Regions from separate parts of the Sus scrofa genome. Here region 1 is linked to region 2. A link is a contact called in public HiChIP or PLAC-seq data. All regions are on one chromosome and are shown on one strand. The core of a region is the stretch at or near the end of the contact, and the rest is flanking DNA. Distances in the headings are between cores, read along the strand shown. Region 1 has its middle 17 kb from the start of NCF2. Region 2 holds the start of NMNAT2 (nicotinamide/nicotinic acid mononucleotide adenylyltransferase 2).

Region 1 (7,567 bases), core at 1,391-3,890, 130 kb after region 2:
GCTCAATAAAGAAGAGGGAAAGAGGAGTTCCCACTGTGGCCCAATGGGATCTGCAGCATCTCTGGAACTCTGGGACATGGGTTCCATCTCTGTCTGGCACAGTGAGTTAAGGACCTCAAGTTGCTGCAGCTGTGGTATAGGTCACAGCTGTGGCTCAGATCTAATCCCTGGTTGGGGAACTCCATATGCCTCTGGGTGGCAAAAGGAAAAAAAAAAAAAAAAAGAGGCAAAGAGAAATTGCCACTTCGGAAGCATCTCACCTATTCTGGATACAGTTTGGCAATGTTCTTCTTTGCCACAATCCAAAGGAGGTCAAAGATTTCCCCCCTAATTAACAAACAAACAACACAACAACTAAACCTTTTTTTTTCCCCAAGGAACGATGCTTTCCTGCTTAGGGGCAGGGCAGGATTTGACGATGGGAATTCCCCTCCTATCTTTCTTTCTTTCTTTCTTTACTTTTTTGTCTTTCTAGGGCTGTACCTGTGGCATATGGAGGTTCCCAGGCTAGGGGTCCAATCGGAGCTCTAACCAAAAATAGCCAGAAATGTAACAACTGTCTGGGAAATTTGGATTTGGAATCCCTGGCATAGCCCTGTGTTCTTCCTTCGTCAGCTGTGGTGCTTGTGCCTCGGGGAGCTGGCCCCGGGGCCCCAGTCTCCAGCATTTTCAGCTGAAAGAAACTGGCCCCACAGCCCCATCCGTCCCCTTTGCCATTGCCCTGGGCCGTACTTCTCTCATCCCATGGAGCCATAGGAGGGTCCAAAATTCTTCTCTGGCTCGGGCTAGGGCACCTTGACAGAGAGGCAGGCAGGGAGCAGATTGTCCCTGCAGGTGGGACCGAGGATCTGGTGACCTCTAGCTTTCCTGAGATGATGCGTGAAATGATGGACTGCTGAGGTCATCTGCCAAAGTCAAACTCTTAAACAATTAGATTTTCTTCTGCCTGGGGAAGAAGCAGGTGAATCCCTGCTCCCTGGGACTTTCATTTTAACTCTGGAAACATCTGTGTCATCTGCGAAGCTCCCACAAAGCTGTTTTCAGGCCTCAAGCAGAGATGTCTCAGACATCCGTTCACCCTGGATTCCGCTCCTAGCATCGCTATGGCAACCTGGGTACCAGCTGGAAGAACCAAAACTCAGCAGGGCCCTGCTTATCAGGTCTGAGGAAAAGCACTGAACAGGTGACAAACAGGAAGCGTCATTTTGCAGAGGGCTTTTTTTTTTTTTCTTTCAAGATGGAGTTTCGGGGAATAAAACAATTCAGTAGACCATGAATAAGTAGCTTTAAAAATCAGATGCTTTTGCTCAGTTCTGGGACAATGATTAACAAATTGGCTCTTGGTTCTGTTTTGAAGTCAAATGTTCATGTTTTAAATTTAGCAGCTCAAAGGCCAGCAAATTCACTTTCTTTTTGTTCAGGCAATAAAGTCACAATGCTGTCCCCGCGAACCAGCTGCTTTTTGAAATTACCTTGTGATCATTTTATTTTCAATTTTGTACTTGTTGTTTTAACTGAGAAAGGGAAATGGAATATTGAAATCCAAGATGGATATCAAGCTTAGGTAAGTCCTTAAATAATTACAAAGCCCCAATCCCCGTACTCTAGTGTCCTCTTAAGCAAGGGCTGGCTCAGGATTCTTGCCCTGGAGTTCCCTGGTGGCCTGATGGGTGGGGAAGCCAGTGTTGTCGCTGCCATGGCTGGGGTTGCTGACGTGGTGTGGGTGTGATTCCTGGCCCCGTGGAGGGATGGGGAGGGTGCACGGAGAGTGCGCAGCCAAAAACAAAAAAAAAAAAAAAGAGAGAGAGAGAGAGAGAAAGATGCTTGCCCTGAAAAACCCTACATGTGACTCTGGAGAGATAAGCTGAGCCAGAGTAAAACAATAGAGACAGGACCAATTCATATGAAAGTATACTCTACACCATTCCCAGAAGATGAAAATGGCTCCTGCTTAAGTTCTTCAAATTTTGAACAAATGTATTCAAATGAATTCTGCCTTCTTTCAGAATTAAAGTGTTTCAGCAGATTGGCTGTTCCAACCTGATGTTCGTACTCCATGAACCAAAGGGATTCCTTTTTCATTTTTGGCTGTCTTTCAGCCACCTGGCTTTCTGTAAGATTTTCTGTGCTTCTTATAATGTGTGAAGCTATGACACCTGTCTAGGCCTCCAGTGATTCTTCTGGGTCCAGGTTGCAAAATCTCGAGCCAGCACTTGATTGGTTATGATGACTGCTCTTGCTCCAGCAATGATTTCCCAACCGTTCAAGCACCCGCGGTGGGGCTTCTGCACTTTGGCTGATTACTCCATGCATCCGTTCACCATGAACCCCTTTGGGGAGATAAACCATAGCATCATAGGTTCATTTGTTCCTGTGAACTTGAAAAAGTCGATCCCTGAGTCCAGCTCTTAGAACTGAACCCCCCATTTCCTGAGTGAACACAGGGGACATTTCTGCTTCTTTTGGAGGCCAGGGTTAGGCTGGGGTGTGGGGAGGGGAGGGAGTGAAGGGGCCCAGGTGCCCAGGTGGTGGTCCAGGCTACAGAAGCCCTTCTTCATAGCATCTCTCTTTGCTTGACCTATAGCCACCCACAGGGAGCACTCGATGAACTGAAGCCTCTCTCCCTCAGCCGGTTCCTGGGTGTCCCCTGAGTCACATTCAGCAATGAGGAAGTGAAAAGCACTGTGAAATGAGCCTCATTGTCATGTGGCTCTCTTTTCCTAATTTGGTCTGGCAGGCCTGGGCACGGGGGCCTGGGAAACATCTTTCTTGGCAAGGGCAGAGGGGAAATCTAGTACCTTCTAATTTTCCCATTTGGTGTCTGAGCTGACATTCTGGATGAAAATCTCCAGAGGACAAGAGCTGAGCCCTAACTATCACCCCCCCCCCTTATCTGTCTTCATTAGGGCACCTACGTGATCTCTACGCTTGGAAAATTCCTCTTTGTGATAAGGGTGATACAGAACACGGGCCAAAGCATCCACTCCCCAACTCGTACTCTGGGGGCAAATAGTCACTTTCCCACTAAGAGAACTATGAAAAAAAAAAAAAAGTCTGTATTTTTCCAAGCTTTCTATTTTTAGTTCTCTTTTTCTGCTAGTGGCAGAAAATATAATCTTATTCAGTTCCAGGCATACTCAGTTTAAACCTCTTCAAGCTCCTGTACTCTGAAATTTCCAAACTTTTGCAGGGCTCTGTCATTTTCCCCCTTTGGAGCTAGCTGCTCCTGGGAGATGATGGCCCCTCTGTGCCCCTCCTCTGAGCCCCCATCCAACTGGCTTCTCTTCCTTTATCTCCTCGGGGCTGGGGAGCAGGGGAGGGGGTGTTGGAAAGGGGAAGGTGTCAGAGGGCAGAGGAGACTGGCTCGGCAAATATCCTCCATCCCTCTGCCCCACCTTCTAGGGTTACATAAGGACCATTGCTTTGCTTTTTTTTTTTTTTTTTTTGCATATGAAGGTTCCCAGGCTAGGGGTTGAATCAGAGTGTAGCCACTGGCCTACACCACAGCCACAGCAACACCAGATCCGAGTCATGCCTGAGACCTACACCACAGATTATGGCAATGCCGGATCCTTATTCCACTGAGCAAGGCCAGGGATTGAACCTGTCTCCTCATGGATACTAGTCAGATTCATTTCTGCTGAGCCATGATGGGAACTCCCATTATCAAATTTAAAAGCCAGCACCTCCTAGAGTAATGAAAATAAAAACAAAAATAAATACATGGGACCTAATTAAACTTAAAAGTTTTTGCACCCCAGAGAAAAACACAAACAAAATGAAAAGATAACCCACAAAATGGGAGAAAATATTTGCAAATGAAGCAACAGACAAGGGATTAATCTCCAAAATATACAAACAACTCATGAACTCAATGTCAAAAAAATAAACATCCCAATCAAAAAAATGAGCAGAAGACCTAAATAGATATTTCTCCAAAGAAGACATACAGAGTGCAAAAAAAAAAAAAAGATGTTCAACACCACTAATTATTAGAGAAATGCAAATCAAAACTGCTATAAGATACCACTTTACACTAGTCAGACTGGACATCATCAAAAAGTCTACAAACAATAAATCCTGGAGAGGTGTGGAGAAAAGGGAACCCTCCTACACTCAACAGGGATGTACACTGGTACAACCACTATGGAAAACAGTATGGAGGTCCCTCAAAAAACTAAAATAGAACTACCGTATGATCCAGCAATCCTGCTTCTGGGCATCTGTTTGGAGAAAACCCTAATTCGAAAAGACAAGGCACCCTAATGTACATTGCAACTACTACAATAGCCAAGACATGGAAGCAACCTAAATGTCCCTTGACAGATGAATGGATCAAGCAGATGTGGTACATATATACAGTGGACTATTACTCAGCCATGAAAAGGAATGAAATAATGCCGTTTGTAGCAACATGGATGGACCTAGAGATTATCATACAAAGTGAAATTAAACAGTGAAAGACAAACATCATATGATATCACTTACATGTGGAATCTAAAAAAAAGGATATAAATGAACATATTTGCAGAACAGAAATAGACTCACAGACTTTGAGAACAAACTTGTGGTTACCAAAGGGGACAGGTGGTGGGAGAAGGGACGGACTTTGGGAGGGGCCCATGCACACTGACTGGCCAATGGGGACCTGCTGTGTCGCACAGAGAACTCTACCCAGTATTCTGTGACAATCCATGTGGAAAAAGAATCTGAAAAAGAATGAATATGTGCACATCGTGTAAAACTGAACCACTTTGTGGAAATTATGACCACCCTGTGATTCAACTCTACTCCAATAAAATTAAAAAAAAAAAAAAAAAAAGCCAACAGTGTGTTGCCTTTCTTCCCTGGCTCCACCATGACCATTCTCCTCTGAGATGAATGGCAGCCTCCTGTTTCTCCCTAGAAGGTCATAAAATGAAAGGGAGGGTGTGGGGGGGCGGGGGGAGAATCTTCAGAACACTTCGCACTGTTACATAATCATAGGTTGGACTCACAGAGAAGCTCTTCTAAAAGCTCCACCCCTTCGACTGTTTTTTTTTTTAATGATTTTAATTTTTTTCCATTATAGCTGGCTTATGGTGTTCTGTCAATTTTCTTTTCTTTTTTTAAAAATCTTTTGTCTTTTTTTAGGGCCACACCTGCAGTATATGGAGGTTCCCAGGCTAGGGGTCCAATCGGAGCTGTAGCTGCTGGCCTACACCACAGCCATAGCAACACCAGATCCAAGCCACAGCTCACAGCTCACAGCAACGCCGAATCCATAACCCACTGAGTGAGGCCAGGGATGGAACCCACAACCTCATGGTTCCTAGTCGGATTTGTTTCTGCTGTGCCACAGGGACTCCTGATCTGTCAGTTTTCTACTGTACAGCAAGGTGCATTTCTACTGTTGACTCTCAACAATGGATGCTCCATTGCTGAACAAAGGGCTCGGCTAGCACCAGGGGCTCACGTGGTCCAGGCTGGGACTCAGCGTGGAGGCCCACAGGTCCCTGTGCCCCCAGCATCCTGAGGAGAGGTGCACGAACAGCCAGATGCCGCCGGACCCTGTGGCCTATTGCCCCTCCCTTCCTTTTTCTTCTCTTGCATGTTCCCCTTTGATGCTCCTCCCCGCCACCCGCCCCATGCCTTCCTCTCTCTTTTGAAATATAACTTATATGTAGTAAAATGCACACATGTTAAGTGAATTATTACCTGTGTATGCCATCACCACCAGTGTGCTCCCTTTTCAAGGGAGCTCATGAGGGTAGTCTTGGAACTGGAACAAATACAGCCTGGATCTGTGCACAAAATGGTCAGACTTTGGATGCCCAGCTATTTTTAAGGGTTTCTGGCTTTGAGATTCTTCAGTTCCCCCTGAAGATTTCTGGGCTAGAAAAGCTTCAGGAAGGACCCTTCCCAGACCCGAGGCCCTGCAGTGTCCCCTCCCCCTCTGGGGAAGGAATTTGTCACCCAATGGCCCCTGCCGCTTCCTGATGGGAGTATCGTGGGTCAGCTCCGGGAGCATCCATCACGTGAATGTCCTACCCTGGATGAGAAGCCATGTCTTGTGGGAACCTCTCAGGGTCACCCTGTTTGTGGTGAGGTCACCTTGTGTGGGTGAGGCCACCCGGCTGCATTTCTGGGTCAAGTTCTATCACAGAGCCACAAAGCAGAATTAGAACCAGACTCAGAAATTATCATGCTGAGTGAAGTTAGCCAGGCAATGAGACACCAACATCCAATGCTCTCACTGACATGTGGAATCTAAAAAAAGGACACGATGAACTTCTTTGCAGAACAGAGACTGACGCACAGACTTTGCAAAACTTATGGTTTCCAAAGGAGACAGGTTGGGGGGTACAGGGATGCACTGAGGGTTTGGGATGGAAAGGCTATAAAATTGGGTTGTGATGATCGTTGCACAAATATAAATGTAATAAAATTTGATGAGTAATTAAAAAAAAAGAAGAAGAAGAAGAACCAGCCTCATCAGAGACTGGAGCTGAGGCTATCTGATTTCAGCCATAATCTTTGACAAATTTTCCTCCATTGCACTTAGATGTTCCCACATTTAACAGCGTCTCGGTTCCCTCAAAAGGTAAATAGACCAATTCATCCAGGGACGTCACTCTAAAAAATGTGCACACTCAGCTTTGGAAAAGTTGAAACTGGTACAACCTTTCTGGAGAACATGCTTATAATACACTTTGTAATATGCTTGTAACACACTTTGATTCAGCAGTCCACTTCTAGAAACCCGTTCTGCTGAAATATGGAAACGTACAAATATGTCCCTCCCCCGATGCCCCCACATATGCACATTGTGGCAGGTTTATAATAGTTGTAATAGGTAAGAATTTTTTTTAAAACTAAGTGCCCACCAACAGGGAGTGCTTAGCTGGATTATGATATGAGTAAATAGAGATAGAATGCAGTAAATCTACAAGCGCTGATACTAAAAGATGGCAAGGAGTTCCCGCTGTGGCTCAGTGCCAACAAACCTGACTCGTATCCATGAGGACACAGGTTCAACCCCTGCCCCACTCAGTGGGTTAAAGATCTGGTGCTGCCCTGAGCTGCAGTGTAGGTCACAGACGTGGCTTGGATCCCGAGTTGCTATGGCTGTGGTGTAGGCTGGCAGCTGTAGCTCCATTTGGAACCCGAGCCAAGGAACTTCCATATGCCACAGGTGCTGCTGTAATGAGGAAAAATTGTTGTTTTCTGAAATAAGAATCCCGTTTCTGAGAAGTCTTCTTTGTTTATCTTCTGTCCACAGAGTTATAATGATAATTTAGTAAAGTGTGATCCAGGCTCTTCCCCTCAGTTGACTGGTCCAGAGATTGGTTCTAGACTCAAGCTGGGCCAATCAGAATCCATCCCTGGGACCTCAGAAGTTGAACTGAGAGAGAGAAGTCAGTTTTGGTTTGGGTGCCTGAAATTCAAGATGGAAAACTCTAGGGGGTTTTGGTGGACACATTTTGTCCTGTGACTGGTAAAAGAGAGGAAGCTGGTTGGTCACAAAAATAAGAATTGAGCAGACCAGCCGAGAGATATGGATATCGGGTTTTAGGTGGTAGGCATG
Region 2 (7,146 bases), core at 777-3,276:
GTCATTGGAACTTTGCACCAGTATCTAAGTTTTTCTTGATACTATTTTACCCAACGCCTCCTCTCCAACCCAAAAGATACAAAATGACAAAATCCTAAAATACCCTGAGAGAACCGGAAGTTTGTAGAGGAGAAAGGAACTTGGAGGTCGGCTTTTGATCATTAAGGGGGACCCCCACTGGGGAATCATCCTCTGAGAGAGAGGGCTGTCATCAGCGTCTCACCACATCCCCAGCTCTAAAGACCACTTGTTAGCCTTCCAGGATGTGTTTCCACTTTCACTCTGGCCTCCTTGCGGCAGGAGGTGGCTCGGGAAGGCCACGAGGGGAACTCTGAGAAGATTCGGTCACCGAGGCTGTGTGTGGGGTGGGGTTTGGGGGATTTCTGTAAGGGGTCGACCCGCCGGGGAAAGTCGGACGTCTCTGTCGGCAGAAGAGGGATCTCGGCAGTCGTGTGCCGTTCTCCTCCCTCAGGGACCCCGTCCAGGCGGGATCCCGCCTCCCAGAGCCCGAGGCAGTTGTGGGGAAACCCCTCGCCCGCCTAGCTGCCAAGCGCCACCGTTCCGCCCTACCAGCTCCAGCCCGCCGCCCACCAGCCTGCAGGCTCCGCATCGTCCTCGCAGGCCCGGCCCTCCGCACACCTCGCACGGAGAGGAAAACTATGGAGGTGGTTTCCGCCCGTAGGCGGGTGGAAAAGCCCATGGTGAATGCCTCGGGGTCTCCCCCATCGCTGCGGGAAAGGGAAAGGGAGGAGGAAATGAACTTCACTCCCCAAGAGAACTACCCGTATTCCCAACCTGAGGGGAAGCCTTTGGATGGAAGGGAAGCCAAGGGGGAACCCTGGGCACTTCTCCGGGAATCCACTCGCCAAGGGAGGGTCACTCGGTGCGCACAAATTGGTTACTATGACAATACAACTGCAGCCTTCAGTTGCCTTGGCAGCTGCTTATCCAATCCGATTGGTTTCTTTTCTTCCCTGGGGCTCCACCCTATCCCCTCCAACAGTCTCCCAGCGTGAAGGGGGAGGGGCCGCAGAAAAAAAGGAGGGGGGTCCTTTAGCGTCACTCTAGGGCTCGAGGGCAGATCAGAAACGAGGGACTGGCGGCCGGAACTGTACGAGGAAGGGGAGGCGTTTCCGGTACGGAAGAGTGGAGGGGTGGAAAAAGGAAGCTAGAAATTGGGTGGAGTGGAAAGACGGGGGAAGACTTTCAGTGTAACTCCCAGTTGATTTGGGCTCAATGTTCCCGGTGAGGGTGGGGTTGCCCCCTCGCGCGGGAGGAGAGGGGTGGATTGGCCGGAAGCCGCCGAGCGTCTCCAGCGGGCTACTCAGCAGCCGCGCAGGTGCAGCCGAGCTAACAGATCCCAAGAGGGAGCGCTACCGAAAGGCGGAAATCGCCAGGAGGGACCGGCGCCGCTGAAATCTCGCGAGAGAGACCCCCACACTTCCTTCCTCTACTTCTCCCTCCTCTTTCCCCCGCCCCCATCCCTCCTCCCTCCCCCTCCCCCTCCCGGGTCGGAGTGTCCCTGCGCCCCACGGGCCGGAGCAGCAGCGAGAGCAGCTTTCCCCGCTCCCTCCCCCTCGCCTCACTCACCCCCACCCCCCCGCCGAGCGAGGAGGAGCCGGAGGAGAGGAAGATGGCGGCGGCCGCCAGCACCCGCGGTGCCGCGGGGCCGCTCCGAGGAGCCTGAGAGACCCACAGAGGCTTCGCGGGAAGACGCGGGCGGCGGAGGATGAGCCTGCAGAGCGCGCAGTATCTCCGGTGAGTGCCGAGGACGGCCCGTACGTAGAGGGGAGCGGACCGAAGGTTCGGGCATGGAGCAACAGACACAGAGGTGGTATGTCCGGGGTGGCGGGGGAGTTGCTGTGTCCTCTCGTTCTCCGACGGAGAGGCGGGGGCTGCGAGAGGCTCTGCGGGAGGGGGCGGAGCGGGCACACACATGGGTGCCTAGCCCCCACGGGCCGGCCTGAGTTCCAGCGAAGCCGGCTCCTCTCGGTGCGGGGAGGGAGGTTAGGAAAGCGTGAGAACGTGTGTGTGCGCGCGCCCCGGGTCGCGGGCTCGCAGGCGAGGGGTGGGGAGAGGCGCTCCCAGAGGCGGCCGCGACCCCGAGTGAAGGTGGGTGTGGAGGAGTCTGATGCGGGTGGCGGAGAAACCTGGTGTGGTGTGGGATTGGCTAGAGCGATGCATGGGGAGAAGACGAGGTGGAAGTCTGCACACCTGGGGTGAGTAGGGGGCTGGGAAGGAAGGACTAGTGGAGCGAGAGACCGCAGGAAGCTGGAGTTTGTTCTTCATTCTGGGGTTGGAAATACGGAGGAATAATGTCATCTGTAGTTAGTTGGCGGGTGGGGGGTTGGAGGCGTAAAGAAGGGGAATGGATGAGGAAGTGAGGAAAGAGGGAGGTACTGTGGACGGGGTTGGGTTCCCCCAAAGAACCTGGGTTAGAATCAGTGCATTTGGAAGGTACCATTCTAAGTGTCGTGTGGCTTAAGAGTGGTGTTAAGCACTTGTATGTGGGGGGGTAGTGTGACACATGGGTATAGAGTGTGAGAGTATGTGTATCTGGGGAGGATTAAGGGGGGCGATTGATGCATATTGTAGGTGGAAGAAGATGCAGACACAGTGGAACCAAGTGCATGATGGCGAGAGCATATTGAACAGAAAGACACCAGCTATTGTGCAGCTAAGAAGGTTCCATGGAAGCAGACTAAGAGCTTGGAGGTGGGGGTAGAGGTAAACGAGGGTCAAAATCCTGATGGCAGGGAAAAATAAAAAGATTGTTGGAACCTGAGGTTAATTAAGGAGTTGCCACTGCTTAGAAGGGGGAAGGAAGGCCTTGAAACGGGTCCTTTTTGGCTTTAACAGAACTAAAAGGGCTCACTTATGGGAAAATGCTTTAAAAAGTGGTTTCACACCTTGTGGAGGAGGGAATTGGATGGGGTAGAAGTCTGAAATGAGCCCAAAGTCACTTAAGCTGTTTAGTGAAGTGAAAATGGATCCTTGCATGTGTGTTGGAAGGAAGGTATGTAGTTAAGTGATACATGAGGGTAGCTATTCTACTTTTGAAAGTAGTAATAGTTTTATTAAGCAGAGTGTGCAAAGGAGGAAATGAGATCTTTCAATTATTGTTGAATCCCCAAGTTTAACGGGTACAGGATCCATAATACAACATATATGCCCAATAGCAGGTAGTTGGAATAATACCTATACATTGAGGTCCATTCTTCTCCTTTATTATCTCTTGATTGTTTAACATGTCACATAAACTAATATATACAACTGTGACAAAGATGTATAATAGATGCTGTAGAAGGGAATATGGAAAACTATTAGGATGGTCCTTAATTTTAAGGAATTTCCAGACAAGTGTGTATTAGGTGAGTAAAATATGGTAAAGATCATAAAAGATGCCAAGTGTTGTAAGAGTCCAAAGGCAGGAGATTACCTGAGCAATTGGGGTGGATCAGGAAAAGCTTCCTTTGTTTATTTGCTCATTCATACACATGATTCATCAGTCGTTTTGTCGATCACCTATATGGGAGGCATTGTACTGACTACTGAGAATAGAAAAATAAGAACTTCATCCTCCTCTTAGAGAATTTAAAGTTTGTTAGGCTTCAGGAATAAAATGACACTTAAGGGGACCTTAAGGATAAACAGTATTCTGACAAGTGTGGATTGAGAAGGAGGAATCCAAAAGGAAAGAAACCGAGTAGAGATCCATAGAAAGGGGGGTGGGGGCCAGGGCAGGTGTTCAGTCGAGTTAATCAAGACCTTAAGATGATGTAGCTGGAAAAGAGCTTCATAGATTACCAAGTTTGAACTCTTCTTTTTACAGATAAAGTATAGCCCAAAGAAGTTAAAAATTGTTGAGGATCATATGTTGGTATGTGGAAACTCTAACTCAGATGTAGGGCTTCTAACTCCAGATTTGCTATACTGTGTGTGACATGTCAGAATCCATCCATTCTTGCCACAAGTATGTCTTGGGAACTTACTATATTCTAGGCACCGTGGATTCGGTGGTGAACAAAAGAGTGAACATAGGAAGGCATGGTCTAATAGAAGGATGTAACCAATAACCGTATGAACAGATAAATATGTTTACCAGGTGGTGACAAGTACTAGGAAGAAAAATAAAGCAAGACAGGGTTGTGCTGTTTTATATACACAGGGGGACCAGAGAAAGCCTATTTGATTAGCCGTCCATACTTGAGAATGTCTTGAATAATATGATTTGTAGTTTATAGTTAAAATGGGTGGACAGTGGAGAATTCGAGATGATGTTTAGAAGAGAATTCACATGTTCATAGCTATGTATTAGGAAGATGAATCTGTGTAGTGGGCAGTTAAGGGCCAGAAATAAAGTGGTGGCAGTGAGACTAAAAAGGTGTGATGAGAAGCAGATTGGGAGAGTGGTGGTGATTTTAATGGGAGGATCAGTTGTCTTTGAGAGGCTCCTGTGTTAACGTATCTTGTATTTTTTAACTTAGCCTGGTAGGAGAGACGTAGGTTATAGAATCAGTAGTAGACAGCTTGAGATGAATTTGGTTCTTTGGAGAAGGGAGGAAAGAATTATAATGAACACGATGTTTAAATAGCCTATATTTTCCAGCTAAAGTTGAGCAGGTAAAGCTGAATAGGCGTAGGACCTGTAATCCCTTAAAAATTCCTAAGAGGCAGTCTTTTTTCAATCTTGCTCATCTATCCTAAGTAAATAAAGCAGGTCTTAGGGCTAATACTAGTCTGGGACGGAGATTGGAAGAGGTAATAAAGGCTTGCAGAAGCCAGAATTTCCATTTTCCCCTTCTTTGGATAATCATTCCATTTAAAGTGTACTGGGCATAACTGGTGGTTACTACTGGGAATAGAGAGGGGAGGGCAGTATAGGGCTGGGAGGATGGGAGGTACAAACTACGGGATGTAAGACAGGCTGAAGGATGTATTGTTCGACACAAGGAATGTAGCCAATATCTTGTAATAACTGTAAATGGAAACTAACCTTTAAATTGTATGAAAAATTAAAAATAAATCTGGGAGAGACTAGAGAATGTCTTCGGGGAAGCATTATGTTCATTTTCTTTTCTTTGATGAAAATGGAACCATTGGTTTTTATAGACATTTGTGGAGGATGATGTTGAGTATTGCTGAGTGTGGTTGTGGGTATAGCAATTATTTTCTGTGACCTTCACTTTAGGAAGAGTTTTGTTGCCTGCCTTTCTGAGTGTGTAAGACCATGACTGGGTAATTTTTAGACTGCACGGCTACAGTCTTCCTTCATGTAGATGAAAATTAGTCTTAGCTGAATTAATTTGTTAGCGAAAATGAGCTGGGGTGTCTGGTGTTGAAATGGTGGGGTGATGGCAGACCAGGGAGTAAGATGGCAGTTTCAAAAGAGTCAGAAATGAGGATATGAAGTAAGAAGCATCAGTAAGACAAAGAGAGGAATTCAGCATCAAGGGGATGCAGTAGTCTTGAGTTGTGGATGAGGAGGGTGGGAGAAGGGTGAGAACAGACCAGAGAGGAGACAGTAGGTGAGGTATAATATTGTGCTTTAAAAGCATTCAAAAGGATAGAAATATGGAAATTAATATGTCAGAGTTGAAAAAACAGGGGTAATGGAAATATTCAAGTACCACTTAGGGAAGACATCATTGAAGTTGTTTTGGAAGATGAGAAAACAATAATATAAATAATCATAGCCATCGAAAATACCGGTCAGAACAAATCTGGTTATAAAAGATGGCACTGGTGCCACTGAATGACATCTGCCATGGTTGCGGAAGGCAACTGTTCACACTTTCTTCAACTTTGCTTTCTTCAGTTTTCTCTTTTTGTCTTTTTATTGTATCGTATTTTTTTTTTCCTTTTTATGGCTGTACCTGAGGCATATGGAAGTTGCGGTATAGGTCGAATTGGAGCTGCAGCTGCCGGCCTACACCATAGCTACAGCAACTCCGGATCTGAGCTGCATCTGTAACCTAAGCCACTGAGCGAAGCCTCAGAGACAGCATCAGGTTCTTAACCTGCTGAGCCTCAGCAGGAACTCCTAATTTGTTTTTATGTTAAGGGTTTTTCCGTGGGATCCACTCAAAGTTGATCCTTGGTGTTAGATCACTTTACAGGGAAGGCCTACAAATTGTTTTGTTAGAGTTTTTTTTTGCATGATACCTCCATTGGTGGAGAGGCTGCATTCCAGCAGCAGACTTCTTTGTCAGAAACTTTATTGCCAGAAGAAGAAATAATATAACAGCCACAATGTTTTTTCTGGGACAGCAGAAAAATGGCTGTCATTTAAATTCTAATTAAAATATCCAGTATATTGTGAGTTAAAATGTGTCACTGTAAATCTTGGAACAGAGGGAGACAAAGGGAAGTGGTGAAACTGTATAAATTAGCAAGCAGAGCTTTATTCTAGCCTGGGGAGAGGAACAGAGTAGTGGGAGCATTTGGAAGAAATAGGCGTACCAAATAGGGTGGGCTCCAGGTAATGAAAGCATGCTGGACTGGCTAGTCACTGTCTGTGGAAGTTTCAAGAAACCCTATAGCACAAACATATTAATTCACATGGTCAAGAAGTCTTCCCCTGACCCATCCATCTCCATCCCCACCCCCATGCCCAGGATTTAAAATAGATTTGGTCCCAGAAAGTCAACCATACATGGCTGATTTACCAAACATGGTAAAATAGTTTGGAGAGAAAAAAAAATGACCCTCTCTTGAGGCTTATAGGTCTATTTTTTTGTTAAGTGTTAATAGCATTTTACCTGCTTGGGTATTAATGGGCCAGATTATTTTAGCAGTTAATTTCCGTTTGCCTTGTGGTTTCAGTTGGATTCAAAATGTATACTTCCTGTCCTAGCCTATGTTTCTGATAGCTGCTGTATTTTACCTTCATGGTAGATGAAACACTTGCTGAGTTTTTGTTTTGTTTTTTAAGATGTTATAATCAGATCTGGACCTGCTAGTGTCGTAAGTTTGTCATGAAGCAATTTTTGGGGTGGAAGGGAGTTCAAACCTGAAAAGGGCTAGTTTGTTTTATAGGGAGAAACACTGTTTGCAGCTGCCAGCTACATCTCTAACCATGAGTAACCTTTTAGGTTTTTGTTAACGGTAGCATGGATGAGTACCCAAAAGTTTAGGTGTGTTTAT

Evidence for each region. HiChIP or PLAC-seq counts read pairs in DNA pulled down with a chosen protein or histone mark.
Region 1: a contact with region 2 is called in an H3K27ac HiChIP or PLAC-seq map of skeletal muscle, with 2.1 times the contacts expected there. The contact joins the enhancer-like site here to the promoter of NMNAT2 in region 2. A contact is called at or near these places in 1 of 5 promoter capture datasets (liver), 19 of 47 Hi-C or Micro-C datasets (alveolar macrophages, blood, embryonic fibroblasts and 11 more) and 2 of 2 datasets of contacts at active chromatin or transcription factors (alveolar macrophages and skeletal muscle).

The regions. Positions count from the first base shown.
Region 1 is chr9:124,820,516-124,828,082 of Sscrofa11.1, forward strand. No RefSeq gene overlaps it. Among named protein-coding and RNA genes, the nearest start is that of NCF2, 17 kb to the left of the region's middle. Within about 2 kb of position 2,641, at least 38 of the 83 cell types and tissues checked have an H3K27ac peak or open chromatin away from gene starts, as enhancers often do. A contact at or near this core is called in alveolar macrophages, liver, omental adipose tissue and 3 more, where this site is marked.
Region 2 is chr9:124,695,885-124,703,030 of Sscrofa11.1, forward strand. NMNAT2 (nicotinamide/nicotinic acid mononucleotide adenylyltransferase 2) reads right to left here and starts at 2,027. Exons shown (of 14, transcript XM_021063806.1): 1 at 1,591-2,027. It overlaps SMG7 (protein SMG7), which reads left to right and starts at 548. Exons shown (of 22, transcript XM_021063792.1): 1 at 548-1,758. The coding sequence starts at 1,730.